Linked DNA regions of Macaca mulatta: region 2 is linked to region 1. The links are chromatin contacts, called in public Hi-C maps. All regions are on one chromosome and are shown on one strand. Each heading gives the region's core, a stretch centred on a gene start, on an enhancer-like site or on the middle of the called end of the contact. The rest is flanking DNA. Distances are from core to core; before and after follow the strand shown. Region 1 holds the start of LOC722722. Region 2 holds the start of LOC100427312.

Region 1 (2,700 bases), core at 91-2,590:
GTGGCAGCAGGGTGGGGCGGGGGGGGGGGGGCTGGTCTTGTGGGACTAAGACCTTAACCTGTTGGATCTGACTCTAACTCCAGGTGCACAGTGTCAGAATTGAATTGAATTATAGGACACGCAGCTGGTGTCCACTGGAGAATTGCCTAGTGTGTGGGAAAAAAACTCCCACACATTTGCTGTCAGAAGTGTTCCATGTTGGCTGGGCGCAGTGGCTCATGCCTGTAATCCCAGCTACTCAGAGGATGAGACAGGAGAATCGCTTGAACTTGGGAGGTGGAGGTTGCGGTGAGCCGAGGTCGCACCACTGCACTCCAGCCTGGGTAATAGAGGGGGAGACTCGTTCTCAAAAAATAAAAAAAAGAATACTGGGTGTCACAGGACAGGCCAAGGTCACCTCCTCCACCATGGGTGTCACAGAACAAGCCCAGCTCACCTTCCCACCACGGGAGGTGACTGCCTAAAGGGGCGTGGGAGCTGAAGGCCCTCCCTGAGAAAGATTTCAGACGAGAAAGACAGATGGCACCTTAGGACAGGGGTGGGGTCTGCAGAATCCCAGAACCAAGGTTAAGGAACCGGCCCCTCCGGACTGAGGCTGCAGCGCTGCGCACCAAGGGCCAACAAGGGCGAGTCTTGGAGAACCGGATAGACCTGAACCCACCTTGCAGGTGAAGGCTCTAAAAAGTGCCCCCGGCTGGGCGCGGTGGCTCACGCCTGTAATCCCAGCACTTTGGGAGGCCGAGGCGGGCGGATCACGAGGTCAGGAGATCAAGACCATCCTGGCTAACACGGTGAAACCCCCTCTCTACTTAAAAAAAAAAAAAAAAAAAAAAATCAGCTGGGCGTGGTGGCGGGCGCCTGCAGTACCAGCTACTTGGGAGGCAGAATGGCGTGAACCTGGGAGGCGGAGCTTGCAGTGAGCCGAGATCTCGCCACTGCGCTCCAGTCTGGGCGACACAGCGAGACTCCGTCTCAGAAAAAAAAAAAAAGAAAAAAAAAAGCGCCCTCCTGCGTGGCGGGAAGAAAAATCGGTAAAGGATTTTAGGTAGCAAAAGACGCGAAAGGCCATGTTTACCTAGCGCAAGGCAGAAAGACCAGATTCAGGAAGTAGCCTTAGAGGGACTTTAACCCAAAGGGAAAGCGATCCCCGCACTCTCGCAGCAACGTCAGAATTTACCTGGGGTGGAGGGCGCGGTGCGGGCATTTTAAGATCTGTAGGGATCCTCTCCAGACCCGGCGGATGGAAGAAGGGGGACTGCGAAGCGCAGATTTAATCTGGAGAGAGTGAAACTCACGCTCTGCGGCGCAGCCTTCACTCCCCGCGATCCGCTTCCGGGTTTGCAGAAAACCGCGCGCAGCTGAGACCTGGCGGCTTGGGGGCGGGGAAGGGGCGGGGTCTGGCCAGAAAGAGTAGGGCAGGGGGCGGGGCCGGAGAGGACTGAGGGGTCCTAGGGGCGGGGCCTAGGAGGGGCGCGACCGGCACAGGGAGGGGCCGGGGAGAAAACGCGCAGGGTGGGGCGGGGTCTGGACAGGCAGGGGGCGGGGCCGGGAGGGACCAAAGGAGGGCGGGTGGGAACCTGCGTTCCCAGAGCGTCCCTATCTTCTGGGTTTGGGAACGCTTAAGTCTATTTCGTGTCCTGCGGAGCAGTTTTGCTTTCTGCTTATTTTAAGTTAATGTTTCAATTTTAAGGTAAACCGTTAGAATTATGTGGGCCATCGCTATTGGAAACAAGATATTTTCGTAAGTTGCAAACTTAAATTGCTCTACTATTTTTAAAAAGTTACTGCTTTTTCTAAAGCAAGAGTTAATGTCACCGGTATTAGCCCTCCTCGCTCCACACCCCAGGTGTTTACCATATGAAAATCTCTGCAACTGTGCACAGGGCTGACTCTCTCCCTTCATTGTGAATGGGTGTAGAATATGGAGGGGATTGTGTTAAGTTCTGTTGCGAGGTGACTTGAAATTACTTACACATTCTGCCCAGGCAGAGTTTTGCATTTCACATTCTAGTTTGCATACACTTCACAGACATTTTCAGGGCTTTTTAGTTAAGCTTAAATTAATCCACATTGCAGAAACTTTCGGGCATTCAATCTACCCCAGACTGACACCCCCAGAGATGCCAGATCCCCACACCCAGAGTTGCTTCAGTCTCACTAGTAGCTCTTCTGTCCTACCTGCTGGCAGAAATAACCATTTCATCATAAACCATTTCAACTTCTGTCCCATTCGCTGGCAAACATACCTTTTAACGTACTTTAACGTATTAACGTATTAACCATTTCAACTTTCCTTTGCCCAAGATTCCTATTCCCATGGTCAGGTTGGGATCTACCCTCAGTAATAACTACGGTGGCCCAGGGGATTGCAATCTGTGTGCAGCATTGAGCACCAAGGCTCTGTGTTCAGTGTTTCTGATTACATTTTTCAGCTCTAAAATTTCTGTTTCTCCTTTATAGCTTTTGTCTCTTTATTGGTAGTCTATTTTGCTCATATCTTGTTTTCCTGATTTCCTGTGGATGTCTATGTATGTTCTCTTAATTCATTGACCATCTCGTGACTCTTATTTTCAATTCTTTGTCTGATAATTCACACATCTTCATCTCTTTAGTGTCAGTTTGTGGTGGTTTCATTTGTTCCTTTGTGTGGATCATGTTTCCTTATCTTCTTGAATGTCTTGTTATCTTGGCACCTCAGCA
Region 2 (2,700 bases), core at 29-2,528, 260 kb before region 1:
AATGCACTGCGGAAAGCCTCTGCCCAAGAAAGCCTGGTATTGTCCAAGGTTTGCCCCCACTGAGACAGCCTGAGATATGGCCTCATGGGAAAGGAAAGACCTTACCATCCCCCAGCCTGACACCCATAAAGGGTCTTTGCTGAGGAGGATTAGTAAAAGAGGGAGCCTCTTTGCAACTGAGATAAGAGGAAGGCTGTCTCTTGCTCATCCTTGGGATTGGAATGTCTTGGTGCAAAGCCGACCATTCCCATTCTTTCTATTTTCAGATAGCAGAAAACCGCCCTGTGGCTGGGGGTGAGATATGCTGGCAGCAATACTGCTCTGTTACTCTTTGCTACACTGAGATGTTTGGGTAAAGAGAAACATAAAGCTAGCCTGCGTGCACATCCGGGCACAGTACTTATTTTCCTTGAACTTATTCATGATACAGATTCCTTTGCTCACACGTTTCCCTGCTGACCTTCTCCCCACCTGTTGCCCTGATACACGCCCCTAGCTAAGATAGTAAAAATAATGATCACTAAATACTCAGGGAACTCAGAGGCTGGGACCGGTGCGGGTCCTCCCTATACTGAGCACCCCCTGGGCCCACTGTTCTTTCTCTATACTTTGTCTCTGTGTCTTCCTTCTTTTCTCAGGCTCTAGTCCCACCTGACGAGAAATACCCACAGGTGTGGAAGGGCTGGCCCCCTTTAACAGGACAGGCCCCAGCCACCTCCCCAACGTAGGCTCAGGGGAAGCCGTGACTGCGGAGGGGAGACCTAGGGAGCAGCAGGGCCCAGCAGGAGGAGGGAGGTCCGGGGGCGAGGGCGCCTTAAGACAAGGGTGGGGTCTGCAGGATCCCAGGACCAGACAGAGGAGGCGGCCTTCCTGGGACTGGGGCCGCGGTTCTACGTTCCATGGGCGGAAGAGGGCGAGAATCCACCTCTCCGATGAGGACTTTAAAAAGCGCGGGGCGGGAGGAGTCAGAAAAAGGTTTAGAGCAGGAAAACTACGCGATAGAAAGTGTACACACTGCCCTACAGCAGAAAGACCCGGGACGGGGCTAGCCTCAGGGCGACCTTAAACCCCTAAGGAAGCGACCCCCGGACTCTCACAGGGTCGTCTCAATTTGCTCTAGGTGAAGGAAGATGGCTGAAAATTTCCAGGTTTGTGGGGACCCCACACCCCAGGAACAGAAGCGCCAGGGACCTGGGAAGCGCAGACTTAATACAACACAGAACGAAACTCACGCGCCGCGATGGGACCGTCACTCCACGCGATCCGCTTCCGGGTTTTCGCGAATCTGCGCGCAGGACAAAAGCCAGGCCTGGGTGGGACCCGCGAGGAGGTGGGCGGGGCCTAGGCGAGGTAGGGGCGGGGCGCGAGGCGGAGAGATTTTGCTCTTTAGAACCGGCAGAGGGCGGGGCAGGGGCGGGGCAGGGGCGGGGCCGGGGCGGGACCTGTGAGTTCCTCACCCTCCCTCCGGCGCCTGTTTTAGGGTTTTGGAGTCCAGACCCGCCAGAAAGGCTGAGGCCTGATTCAAAAGCTCTGGAATTGTCTGGAATGGGCATGTAAACTAGAATGTGAAATGCAAAGCCCTGCCTGGGCCGAAGGTACAATTTCATGCTGACGGCCCACAGAACAGAATAGAAATTCTCTCCGTTTCTATTCTCCATTCACCGGGTGGGGGGAAAATCCACCCTGTGCTCAGCTTCAGAGACTTCCCTAAAGCCACCGCCTGGGATGCGGGACGCAATGCTCAGGAAAGCGAGGAGTGAGGTGACCACCTGCTGGATAAATACAGCAGAGGCGCAGGGGAGGGAGACTGAGGACCCAGCTACTCAGGAAGCAGCGGCGGGAGGATCGCTGAGCCTGGGGTCCAGGCCAGCCTGGGCGACAAAGTAACACCCGCTCCCGCAGGGCTCCCTTCCTCCTCTCTCTCTCTTTTTTCCTTTTTTTTTTTTAATAACAAAAATACAATTTTGATTGCATGAGATAGGGATCCAACATTATTCTTTTCCATGTGGATATCCAGTTAGTTTTCTCAGCACATTTGTGGAAGAGATTTATTACTTTATTTACTTATTTCTTTTGTTTTGAATGAGAGTATTTCTCTGTAGCCCAGGCTAGAGGGCAGTGAGGGGATCTCGGCTCACTGCAGCCTCTGCCTCCTAGTTTCAGGCGATTCCCCTGCCTCAGCTGCGGTGTACCTGCCATTACAGGCGCGTGCCACCATGCCCGGCTAATTTTCGTAGACGAGTTTCACCATGTTGGCCAGGCTGGTCTCAAACTCTTGACTTCAAGTGATCCGCCTGCCTCGGCCTCCCAAAGTGCTGGGATTACAGGCGTGAGCCACTGCGCCTGATCCAACAAATACCTTTTACTTCACTTTCTAATTGTTGAGAAAATATAATTGAAAACAAAGCAAAACAAAATCTTCCCCCAAATGACAAAACATCTGCACGACGATAATAGAGAAAGAAATTTAAAAAGTTATTAATAAATAAGCCTTAGACCAGAATGTGATGGGAAATAGAAGCAAACAGCTGAGAGGTTGAAAAAAGAGAAAGAAACTTCCCTGTTCTATACAACCCATTAAGTACATGTTTTCAAGATAAACACTAATCAGTCCTCAGGGAAGAGGACTTGACAACACCCTTGGTCACACATAGTTCATCCTGGCTCTACTGGGTAATGGAGGTGACCATTTCTGTCAGC

The links. A called contact is a pair of places that touch in the nucleus more often than the background predicts.
Region 2: a contact with region 1 is called in a Hi-C map of fetal cortex germinal zone, with 4 times the contacts expected there. The contact joins the promoter of LOC100427312 here to the promoter of LOC722722 in region 1. A contact is called at or near these places in 5 of 14 Hi-C or Micro-C datasets (blood, cortical neurons, fetal cortex germinal zone and 2 more).

Annotation. Positions count from the first base shown.
Region 1 is chr19:65,438,790-65,441,489 of T2T-MMU8v2.0, reverse strand. It overlaps LOC722722, which reads right to left and starts at 1,340. Exons shown (of 6, transcript XR_013410217.1): 1 at 1,178-1,340.
Region 2 is chr19:65,695,546-65,698,245 of T2T-MMU8v2.0, reverse strand. LOC100427312 reads right to left here and starts at 1,278. Exons shown (of 9, transcript XM_077981537.1): 1 at 1,233-1,278. LOC144337330 (a long non-coding RNA gene) reads left to right here. Exons shown (of 2, transcript XR_013410304.1): 2 at 1-1,279. It also overlaps the pseudogene LOC144337282.